3 separate regions of the Mus musculus genome follow, and all the other regions are linked to region 1. The links are chromatin contacts, called in public Hi-C and Micro-C maps. All regions are on one chromosome and are shown on one strand. Each heading gives the region's core, a stretch centred on a gene start, on an enhancer-like site or on the middle of the called end of the contact. The rest is flanking DNA. Distances are from core to core; before and after follow the strand shown. Region 1 holds the start of Neto2 (neuropilin (NRP) and tolloid (TLL)-like 2). Region 2 has its middle 28 kb from the start of Gm51583. Region 3 overlaps Itfg1 (integrin alpha FG-GAP repeat containing 1).

Region 1 (3,541 bases), core at 479-2,978:
AATAATCCACACTGGCCAGAGAGGGCAGTGTGTACCCACTGAAAAGGCACAGGCAGCGGAGCTGCAATTCCTTGAGTACCTCTGGAGATTGCCCTATCCAATTCAGTTTCCTTGAGTTCTGCAGGTAAAGCTGTGTAACAGATCCAACTGAGTGTTGCGGGAGGCTACTCTCATATAGTCGTGTCATTATGATGCTGGCAACCCTACTATGGTGGGTTCACAATTAGAATGAAGAGAATTCCTCTAAAGCAGCAGAAATCCATTTGTGCATGTGGTTCATTTATTATTAAAGAGTGAAACAAAATGTTAATTTCCAAGGAAATAACTACATAATCAGGAGTTAAAGCAGCTACAGAATTTTTTATTTGTTTTTATATAATAAAATTATTAAGAATTTATGGATTAACTGAAATAAATATTCACTGGCTAGAAGGTTAGTGGTTATCTTGGCACAGTCTGAACATAAAAGTATTGATATGCATATAGTTAGGTAGGTAAATATTTAAATTAAATGGCTGTAACGTCAATTAGTAATTTATGAATATTTGTCCAATTATGAAGTTTGTCTAAAACGTTGTTAGTTCAAGAACAACAAAAAGTTCCACTGAACTTTCTAACAAAACAAATTTGAAAATAAGGTGTTAACACGTACCAGGAAAACACCAAAATGTGTAATTGTGCAAATATCAGGATTCAGTGCTAAAAATGTAAGCGCCAGTATTTTAACACTGTCATACTTTCTCTCTTAATATAAGAGGATTTAAAAAAAAAAACCCATTCAGATATTATTCATTTGCAATTAAATCATTTGGGGAAAAGGAAGTCATTTGCTGAAAGGCGGTGCTTTTTCTTGAGATTTATGAAAGGATCAATCCAGGACGAGTTCTGGAATAAACTTTGCCTCTCAATGTAAACCATCTAGAAATATTTATCTGAAACAGCACCTCCGCGGAGAGGCAGCCTCTCAGTGGCTTTAGGAGCTCGATGCTGTCAGCTCGCCGGCCGCTGCCGACCCGTGCATCCTCCGCACAGGACTCATGAGGCAGCGGGACTCGGCGATCCCGGGAAGGCAGCGCGGGGCGCGGGGCGCGGGGGGCATGCAGGGCCGCCGCGCAGCCCCGAGCCCGCAGTGGTGCCGCAGCCTCCCGGCCGCAGCAGGTGGGACCCGCGGGAGGCGCGGACATTGGGGGCTTCTCCGAAACCGCTGCGGCGCGTCGGAGTTGGGGCTTTCGTGGTTTGTGTGCTACCACTTTCTGCGGTGGCAACCTGGGGCCACCGGCCTTCGCTTCGCACACTTTGCAAGGCGCGGAGTCGCCGGCGTCCCCCGGAGCGAGCTCGCAGCGGCGGCGGGCGGCCTGGCCCAGACAAAGGGCGCGAAGGCGGCGGCGGAGCGGAGCGGAGCGCGGCCTGGCCCGCAAGGGGGCGCTGCCCGCACCCGCGCTTACCTTTGAGGACCGCGCAGAGCTGCTCCAGGGCCATGTTCCTCAGCGTCGGCGCTCCGAGAGCGCCCGAGGCGGCGGCGCGGTGGTCACGGCCCGGCGGGGTAGCTTCGCTCCGTCCCCATCGCCGGCCGCCGCCGCTTCCTAGCAGCGGGCGCAGCGCCTCGGCCCGCCGTGCCGGGTCCCCGACGGCCGCCGCCTCTCGGCGGGCTGAGGAAAGCCAGCGGCGGACGCTCCCGCGGCGGGCTCCCTTGAAGTGGCGCGCGCCGGGAGCCCCGGCTCATTTAAGCAGCGAGCGCAGCGCCGCGTGCCGGCCGCGGGGCCACTGCGCACGCGCAGCCCCGCCCTCCCGCGTGCCCCGCCCGCCACTCGCTTCCCGGGCCTCGCGCGCGGCCCACCCCTCCCTGCCGGTGTCTTCTCGAAGCCTTGAGCTCCCCAGGTCCGATTTTTCCATCCCCTCTCGGAGGACCTCAAGCTCAGGTGCTTGAAAACGTCTGCTCAGCCTTGCTGATCTCGGTGGAAGGGAGACCCCCGCGGGGGCCCTGGAGGTGCCCGGGTGAGTTCCCCCGGCCAGCAGTAAGGGTTGTTGCACCTACTGAACCTTCTCCAACAGTTGCCAGGCACAGCGCTGCTTGAGGAATCCTCACTCCCAGTCCTCGCCACAGTGGGCTGAAAGCTCCACGCCAGCCAGAAAAGTGAAACTTTGTTCTAGCTGCAGAGACAGGCGCGACTGAATGCAGACTGGGTCTCCCCAAGGCCACCCCTAACCACAGCCGTACAGACGGACCGCTGAGCGCCACCGGAAAGGAATTATATGTGCCTTGGATAGTTTGTGCATGATCTCGTCTTCCTCCAGCTCTTGTGCATTGAAATTGTCTTGCTGGCAGAGCTGCTTCATCCTACTGAAATAGAAATGACTTGAATGCAGGCGGGCTACAGTCATTTATTGGTTTGAGTTATGTGCATATAACAATGACTGGTATTGGGGGGCCTACCAATATTAAGTCCCTACCGTAATTGATCTGATATATAAATGTTTATCTAGCAAATTATGGCTAATTAGAACGTCCAGCAACTGAACAAAATATTCCAAGGGTGTCACATTCTTTCTTTTCTTGGATCGCTCTAAGAAAGTCACAGAAGTATAAGCAATTAACAAGTTTATAAATAAAACCAATTAACACCTATTAGCATAAAGTTGTTTAGCCCTTTGCTGTGTGCTTCAGTGGTTATGAAAGATGTGTGATTTGGGGCTTATAAGGTGATCACCTGCAGTTAAATTAAAATTGCACCCAGGAACCAGTGAATAAGGCATTTTAGAACCTTTTCCACAAATAAAATAATGATAAATGGGGACAGCAGTTAATAATTCAGTTTAAGTCCTGGGCAAGAGTGGATAAAGAAACTGGGAAGCCCTTTGAGTTTCTGGATCAACAATGCATAGTTGTTGATGGAGGAAAAGAAAAAAAACCCAAAAAACAAAAAACAGCCTGTATGATGTCATCAGAGAACGCTCCATGAAAAAGGGGAGAAAGAAGATGGAAAATGTTTGGATGGCAAGTGAAGAGGAGGGGTGTAGTCATGATTGTCAAGTGTCAGGTAAGATGCAAGTGTGAGCAGGGAATTTGGGACAAGTGTCATCAGAAACTAAAGATTAAAGAGAATGTGGACTTTGAATGTGGAGATGCACTCATCTCTCCATTGGTTTTAGGATGTCTGTCTCTTAATCCTCCTGACACATGTCAAGGTCTTCATAGGTGTATTAGTCAGGGTTCTCTAGAGTCACAGAACGTATGGATAGTCTCTAGATAATAAAGGAATTTATTGATGACTTACAGTCGGCAGCTCAATTCCCAACAATTGTTCAGTCGCAGCTGTGAATGGAAGTCCAAGGATCTAGCAGTTACTCAGTCTCACGTAGCAAGCAGGCGAAGGAGCAGGAGCAAGAGCAAGACTCCCTTCTTCCAATGTCCTTATATTGTCTCCAGCAGAAGGTGTAGCCCAGATTAAAGGTGTGTTCCGCCACACCTTTAATCCCAGATGAAAGGCGTAGCCCAGATTAAAGGTGTGTTCCTTAAACACGGAGATTCAATCTTCTGGAA
Region 2 (3,541 bases), core at 730-3,229, 98 kb before region 1:
AGGCTGAGCAAGCCAGGGGAAGCAAGCCAGTAAGGAACATCCCTCCATGGCCTCTGCATCAGCTCCTGCTTCCTGACCTGCTTGAGTTCCAGTCCTGACTTCCTTGGTGATGAACAGCAGTATGGAAGTGTAAGCTGAATAAACCCTTTCCTCCCCAACTTGTTTCTTGGTCATGATGCTTTGTGCAGGAATAGAAACCTGCTTGTGTTTGACAGTGAACCATCATCATTTATCTTTCAGGTAACTCAATCTCTAGCACAGGTTCTGAGGACCATTTGGAAATTACCTTGTGTATACAGACCCCAGAGTTCAGGGTAAGTAGAGAGGATGAATTGGATCCTGAAGGAAGCCCTGAACAAATTAACCCTTGAAACTGGTGGTGACTGGGTGTCTCTCCTACCTTATTCCTTATATAGGGCTAGGAATACCCCCTACACTTTAGGTCCCCTCACCCCTCTTTTGAGATCCTTTATGGAAGGCCCCCTTCCTTGCTGCCCAAACTCCAGTCTGATATCTTAGCTGAATATGACCAACATAAGTTTTTAACATCCTTGGAAGCCCTCCATAGGATCTGGAAGCAACTCTGGCCTGCCATCTGCCAGGTTTATGAGTCTGTTCCTCCCTTGACTGCCACTGATTAGAACCAGGTGAAGAGTCTGGATTAAGAGACATAACCACAAGACTCTGGAACATTGCTGGAAAGGACCTCACATTGTGATCCTGACCATGCCTCTGGCTGTTAAGGTGGACGTGATCAGGATGTGATGTACCACTCCCACGTTAAGCCTGCCAGGGGAGAGATGATCCAGCAGTTGAGATCCCAGTGAAGGGCAATGCCAGGTGAACAGCCACAAGAATGATGGGAGGTCACCCTACACTGTGTCGATCCGCTGACTGATCCTGATCGACTCTGGCACTCATGACCCTGTTTGCTTGCTGCTTATGCTTTGCTGCACCAGCCAATAGCCCCACGTAACCCTAGGGGGCGGAGTAACAACCTTGTCATCAAGTTCACAGTGGCTGTCAAGACTGGACTGCTGGTTCTCAACTACTCTCACCCTGGACTGTTGGTTATCAGACAGGGACGCTGTGTTGGAAGCAAGGTAGCCCCAGCCTATTCCCACCTCTGCAACCACACTGTAACCCCTACTGCTGCAGGACACAGGCTGCCTCTGGAGAATGCTTGGTGAGCTTCTACCTCGGGGGCCTACTCCATGCATTTATGACCTGGTTGTAAATATGTCTGAGGATTTTTATGTTCTAATACAGCTTGTAGCCAGAGTGACCTCTTATTCTAGGGAGGATGTCTTCAACCAGCTAGCACCTCCAAACAATCGAGTTAAAAGGGTGACTACTTCTGCTGTGTTTCTAGGTTCTCTTCTTGGCATAGGGCTAGTTGGAGCTGCTAGTGTAGGGGCCTCAGCCCTGCAAGGCCCTATGGATGGGGAAATATACAGGAGATGGAAAAGTCCATCGTGGCCCTGCAGGATTCCCTATCCTCCCTGGCAACAGTAGTCCTACAGAACAGAAGAGGCCCAGACTTGCTGTTCCTCCAGCAGGGAGGACTCTGTGCAGCCTTAGATGAGGAATGTTGTTTCTATGTTGACCACTCAGGTGTGGTCAAAGAATCCATGGCCTTAGTCAGAAGGAGACTACAAGACAGATTCAACTGATGTTAGCTTTGACTTGTGGTCCCTGCATAATCAATGCTTTAGTTAGGTTTGTTAAGGAACAGATTTATTCTCAAACAACAGTACCAGTCCATAGAAACATCTCAAGGATGGCCTCAAACTGAAAGGTGGTGGTGGTAATGAAAGGGAAGAGATAGGCTGATTCCACGACAGGCTTCAAATTGGCAGTTAAGGAAACTAGGCCTAAAACTCTGTTTCCAAGAACTGGGCAAGCCCAGGCAAGCCCAGGCAAGTCAGTTAATAGGAAAAACCCCAGGCTCCAGCCCCCACGCACCGGTAATGGTTGTGGAATGCCTAGAAATAGAGTAAGATAAAGCTCACCTACCCTGGAATTCCTCTGATGTGCTTTAAATCAGGCCTGGAAGCGCAGTTGTCTGTCTATCTTGGTAATGGGAGACCCCAGCATGCTGGACTTCTGCAGAATAAAACACTCTGCATTTACATACTATTTGAGTCAGGGTGTCACTCTTCAGCAAATCATGGTTACATTATACTGTCAACCACCCTGATTGATGGAAGCTGAGGGGGAAGGTTCTAGAAATCGTGTTCTTGGTGGGAACTTTATACAAGGGTGCTCCTATAGCCAAGGAGAGCAAAGGTAGAAAAGACTGAGGTGAGTTGTGTCCCTCAGCTGCAAGGGGTGAACAGTTTTAGATGAGCCCTTTCTCAGACGAATTAACCATAGTTTCCAACTCTGGTCAGCAGAGGGCAGGCTGGCCTGTGAAATGATCCACCACTGGAGCTTTGCTCTGGAGAGATGGGTGGTCCATTGGAATCGAGATGAAGACAAACTCACTGGATGGATCTTCACAAAACACTCTGCCTTTGGGGGTCAGAAATGTTTCCCAGTATTTACTGCTAGGCCCCCTGTTCCGATGTCCTGTAGGGAGGAGCGGGAGGGAGGAGGGGTCAGTGTCTAGGTCACAGGTTACACAGGTGTCTGAAAAGGAAGTGTGTGTCCTAGGACAGGAGCTCTCAGAGGCACTTCCCCTCACATGTTTGGGACACTGATTTCTAACTGTGACGGGGAGGCAGATGGAGAGGTCAGAGTCCTGGTAGATGGCAAGAGAGCAGGATGAGAAAATGATGTAGGGCAGGCAGTACAGACTCCACGGTGTCCTGTGAGACCGTGGAGAGATACCACAATCACATTTGAGCCCCATTTTCACATCTCTGAAGTCCACTTCATCTCTTCAGTGGCCTCTGTCAATAGGGGGCTTAATCAGCATGACTGACACCCATGCTCCTCTTAAAAATTTAGGGGTTCAGTCAAAGAGTGGGAAGACTGCAGAAAGGGAGAGAGCAGGGAAGACAGGAACACATTCTCTGGAGGGCTCTGACCTCTCCCTCTCCTCTTGTCAAACACACTAGGAAATCTAGGCTTTTTAAACATTTCTTCAGATGAGGTGATTCATTCCTAATTCAACACACATCTGTGGACCCTCAGTTTCTGCTGTCCTGGGAGGCACTATTCCATCATGGCCACCGCCCTTCTTGCTTTGGCATGGCACCACAGTTGCAAAGCAGTTTAATGGCAGTTTTCTATTTTGACTTCTACATTTCTAAAGTGGCAGAAATATTTTTTTTTCCTCAGTTTTGGAGATAGGAAGCAAGGTTCAGTGGTACCAAGGCCGCCACAGTGATTTCGTAATGAGGGGTTAGCACTGCCTCTTCCCAAATGGAACAGTCTTGTTTACTGAATGAACAAACTGAAAACCAGGAGCAGGTACGGTGTCCCTCAGTGGGATGAGAAGGCCCAGCACACTCTGACCCCAAGGCTATAAAGGGCGTTTTGTATGGCTTTGTGGTCTGGTTATTAAACCTTGGGCTGCTGCTAGGCTAGTGGTCTA
Region 3 (3,541 bases), core at 537-3,036, 88 kb after region 1:
GAGAGCATGAGGCAAGTCACATCAGCTGCTGCAGGCAGTCTGAAGCAGTCCCATAGCCCACGCCTGAGATTATAATGAAAACACATTCTTATGTATTTCTTTTTTTTTTAATTAAAGAAACAAAAACTCCAGAATTCTTACTATACCCTTCCTCTAGTGTTTCATATCTGTGCAAGCTGATACAAAAAATCTAGGTGCCACTGGTCAAAGGTCAGGAAGAAGCTCAAAATATGTCACCTAGGCCCTACCTCCAAAATAAATACAAGCCCTCCATGGCAGCTTCATCTCCACGATCTTTCAAACTTTCCAGATCAGAGAGTCAGATCCATCGTGCCAACCAGAGAGTGTCTTTGCCGAGTAATGAATGGCTTCAGGCCCCGATAATAGTTGTAGTATCATTACTTTCAACTTCTGGACCAAAGTTTGAGAGACATGTGTCAATGATTCTTTTGCAGGATGGTCACAATGATTAAAACATCTAACTTACAAAAAGGAAGTTGTGAGACACAAAAAAAGAGAAACATGTATCCATATGTAGGAAATAAAAACTGTGCTGCAAGAGACTGCAAATGTGACTAGATAACCAAGGAAACAGACAAATCCTTCAAGGAGCTGTTACAAATGTACTCACAGTCAAAGCAAAGCACATCTGTAAACTATGCTAAGCTGTATCAGGAGCCAAACGAACAGGCAGAAATACCAGCAACGGTCATACCAGCAACAGAATTCATGAAGGGAATCAACAGAGCCTTAGAGTAAAGCGACACGACAAAAAGTACAGAAATAAGCACATTAGTGTCCACAGGTGTGAAGGGAAAGAAGAAAAAGAAAACCATGTAATTCAAGAAGTGATTGCTGACAGATTCTGAAATTTGATGGGAATCAGCATCTCAGAAGCTCAGTAATCTAAACAGAATAAACACAAATATGTCCATGTCAAGACAGATTGCAGCAGAAACATCAAAAAGTAAAGAAAGTAAGAAAAGTCTTAAGAAGATCAGGAGAAATACTGTTATAATTAAAAGGTGGGTAGGTGAGATGGCTCAGTACATGAAGGCACTTGCTGCCAAGCCTGATGATGATTTGAGTTTGATACCTGGGCCCACATGGTAGAAGGAAAGGACAGACTTAGGAAAATTGTCCTCTCACCTCCATTCATGAGCCATACTGTGTTTCTACTTCCCAACACATAAGCCACAGTGAGATGAAATTATAAAGATATTAAAAAGATGGAATATCAGACTCCCCACCAAAAAAGCAGAAGACCAGAAGACTGGTTACAAGGCTGTTGGCCAAGTTCCTGTGTCAGAATAACGGCTTTACTGACTACCAAGGAACCTTCCTGAGGATAACCACTGTTAAAAATGAACACACACACACACACACACACACACACACGGCGGGGGCGGGAAGGAGAGAGAGAGAGAGAGAGAGAGAGAGAGAGAGAGAGAGAGAGAGAGAGAGAAAGTAGGGGTTTTTCTTTCTTTTTGGTGGATCAAACCTAGAGCCTCTTACAAGCTAGGCGTATTTGCCCTACCACTGTGACCCTGGTTCCAAATGCAAAGACACATCCCTTGTCCTTTCCAAAAGATATAGTTGTGTAAAACATTCTATTTAGAACTGCATCAGTTACTTTCCTAGTGGCTGTGACGTAATACCTAACACCAGCAATTCAAATAAGAAGACTTCTTTTGGCTTATAGTTGAGAAAATATGGCATGGTGAGAGCAGATCTGACCCTAATGGTGGGAGACTGTGGTGAGTGCTTGTTTATGAGGTAATACCTAGGAAGCAGAGAGGGCAGAGAGGGCAGGCGGAGAGGCACAAGCTGGAACTGGGGTCAGAATACATTTCTTAGCACTCACATCCTCTAGTCAAGAAGTACTACGTGTTCTTTCTTTCTTTCTTTCTTTCTTTCTTTCTTTCTTTCTTTCTTTCTTTCTTTCTTTCTTTCTTTCTTTTTCTTTCTTTCTTTCTTTCTTCCTTCCTTCCTTCCTCCCTCCCTCCCTCCCTCCCTCCCTCCCTCCCTCTCTCTCTCTCTCTCTCTCTTTCTTTCTTTCTTTCAGAATTTGGGGTTAGAGTTCTGAGACAAAATTTCTCTGTATATCCCTGGCTGTCCTGGAACTCACTCTGTAGCCCAGGCTGGCTCTGAAATTCAGAGGTCCTCGTGCTTCTGCCTCCCGAGTGTTGGGATTAAAGGCTGTGCCACCACTGCGTGGCCAAGCATTTCTTAAATGTTATAGTCTCCCAGCAGCTGGGAACCAGATTCAAACAAACACCTGTGGAGATAATTTTGTATATTTTATATTCAACTGATCCTATAATATACAGAACTTAACATATCAGCACATCACAACACTAAGAAGAGTAGGACAAGATGTATTAGATTGAAAAAGTCACACAAGACAGTAAATTGAATTCATAGGAAAGAAAAAAAATCAGAAACTAAGGTTAATATGATATTAGTATATACAAACTGATATTGTTTATGGTTAAGAGACACAGTTAATAACTGTAACAATTACAGATGAGTATGTAGCAGATGTACTCTGTATAACAAAAGAGTTAATGCAGCTATGTCAGAGTAAGAGGTCTATGGCTCACTGGAATTATGCTAGTGCACATCTGAAGTAGAGACTTCAGATAAGGGCCAATGTGGAAAAGCCTCATTTGCCAAGAGCAATAAACTATTACTTTCCTTCAAGTAAGTAGTTCTCAGGAATGGTGAGAAGAGACACCTGCAGTGAAGACAGGAGAGGAACGAGATCTGTACACAGAAGCAAACTACCAGTCCACCTATTCAACTGACTAAATGGATGGCGAATACCATTTCAGATGGAGGTACCATCGAGGATTAGGAACGATACTCACATAAGCATATACACCTAGTGAGCATTGGCAGGTGAATGTTTATTGTGAGGTTTTTAAGTCTTTAAGCTTTATTCGCAAATAGGTTTTCAATTGACATCAAAGACAGAAGACAAACAGATGAATGCTAGAATAGGTTAAATCACCTGAAATAATTTCAGACTAAAACAAGGTATCATTGTGCTTATTATTATAAAAATGTGCCTAAAATTTGTAAGTATTACCTCAAGAATTGAGTAATGAAGTATGTTTGTTGTTTTAACATATATTTAATGACTCTAACTACATATAATATACCATACTTACCAACAACCAAAGTTCATAGGAGATCAGACATGTGCACAAAAAATAATGTAAGATTAAGGTCAAAAGGTGAGTCCACTTAGCAGGGAAATGCACTTGTCTGAAAACCTGATGACTTGAGCTGATCCCTGAACTTAAGAGATAACCACCTCCTGCAAGTTGTCCTCTGAGCTTCTATGTGTGCTGTGGCATGCATCCACATGGACACGGACACACACATACACACACACAAATAATACAATAAAAATTTTATAAAGGTATCATATAGAAGCTACAAATGAAGCGCATGAACATCCCACCTGGAGAGATGTTCAATAAAGTACATCAGAGCCCTGCAGAAATTCTTGGTAACCAAGCTCTTTCAGGGATTT

Evidence for each region. A called contact is a pair of places that touch in the nucleus more often than the background predicts.
Region 2: a contact with region 1 is called in a Micro-C map of embryonic stem cells, with 5 times the contacts expected there. The contact joins the enhancer-like site here to the promoter of Neto2 in region 1. A contact is called at or near these places in 12 of 39 promoter capture datasets (the 3T3-L1 cell line, 3T3-L1-derived adipocytes, the C10 cell line and 8 more), 1 of 15 datasets of contacts at CTCF or cohesin (the NIH/3T3 cell line), 7 of 484 Hi-C or Micro-C datasets (CD8 T cells, Th1 cells, embryonic stem cells and 2 more), 2 of 115 datasets of contacts at active chromatin or transcription factors (embryonic stem cells and forebrain) and 3 of 9 other capture datasets (adipose tissue, embryonic stem cells and pancreatic islet).
Region 3: a Hi-C map of granulocyte-monocyte progenitors shows a contact between it and region 1, with 4 times the contacts expected there. The contact joins the enhancer-like site here to the promoter of Neto2 in region 1. A contact is called at or near these places in 7 of 39 promoter capture datasets (the 3T3-L1 cell line, the HPC-7 cell line, HPC-7-derived erythroid cells and 4 more), 1 of 15 datasets of contacts at CTCF or cohesin (the NIH/3T3 cell line), 2 of 484 Hi-C or Micro-C datasets (granulocyte-monocyte progenitors and nephron progenitors), 2 of 115 datasets of contacts at active chromatin or transcription factors (forebrain and oligodendrocyte precursor cells) and 2 of 9 other capture datasets (adipose tissue and liver).

What each region holds. Positions count from the first base shown.
Region 1 is chr8:85,699,196-85,702,736 of GRCm38.p6, forward strand. Neto2 (neuropilin (NRP) and tolloid (TLL)-like 2) reads right to left here and starts at 1,729. Exons shown (of 9, transcript NM_001357288.1): 1 at 1,446-1,729. The coding sequence starts at 1,479. It overlaps Mir8109 (microRNA 8109), which reads left to right and starts at 1,710; the gene lies at 1,710-1,826.
Region 2 is chr8:85,600,997-85,604,537 of GRCm38.p6, forward strand. No RefSeq gene overlaps it. Among named protein-coding and RNA genes, the nearest start is that of Gm51583, 28 kb to the left of the region's middle. Within about 2 kb of position 1,980, at least 37 of the 459 cell types and tissues checked have an H3K27ac peak or open chromatin away from gene starts, as enhancers often do. A contact at or near this core is called in CD8 T cells, embryonic stem cells, stem cell-derived epiblast-like cells and 1 more, where this site is marked.
Region 3 is chr8:85,786,790-85,790,330 of GRCm38.p6, forward strand. All of the region lies in intron 6 of Itfg1 (integrin alpha FG-GAP repeat containing 1), which reads right to left. Among named protein-coding and RNA genes, the nearest start is that of Itfg1, 52 kb to the right of the region's middle. Within about 2 kb of position 1,787, at least 5 of the 459 cell types and tissues checked have an H3K27ac peak or open chromatin away from gene starts, as enhancers often do. A contact at or near this core is called in granulocyte-monocyte progenitors, where this site is marked.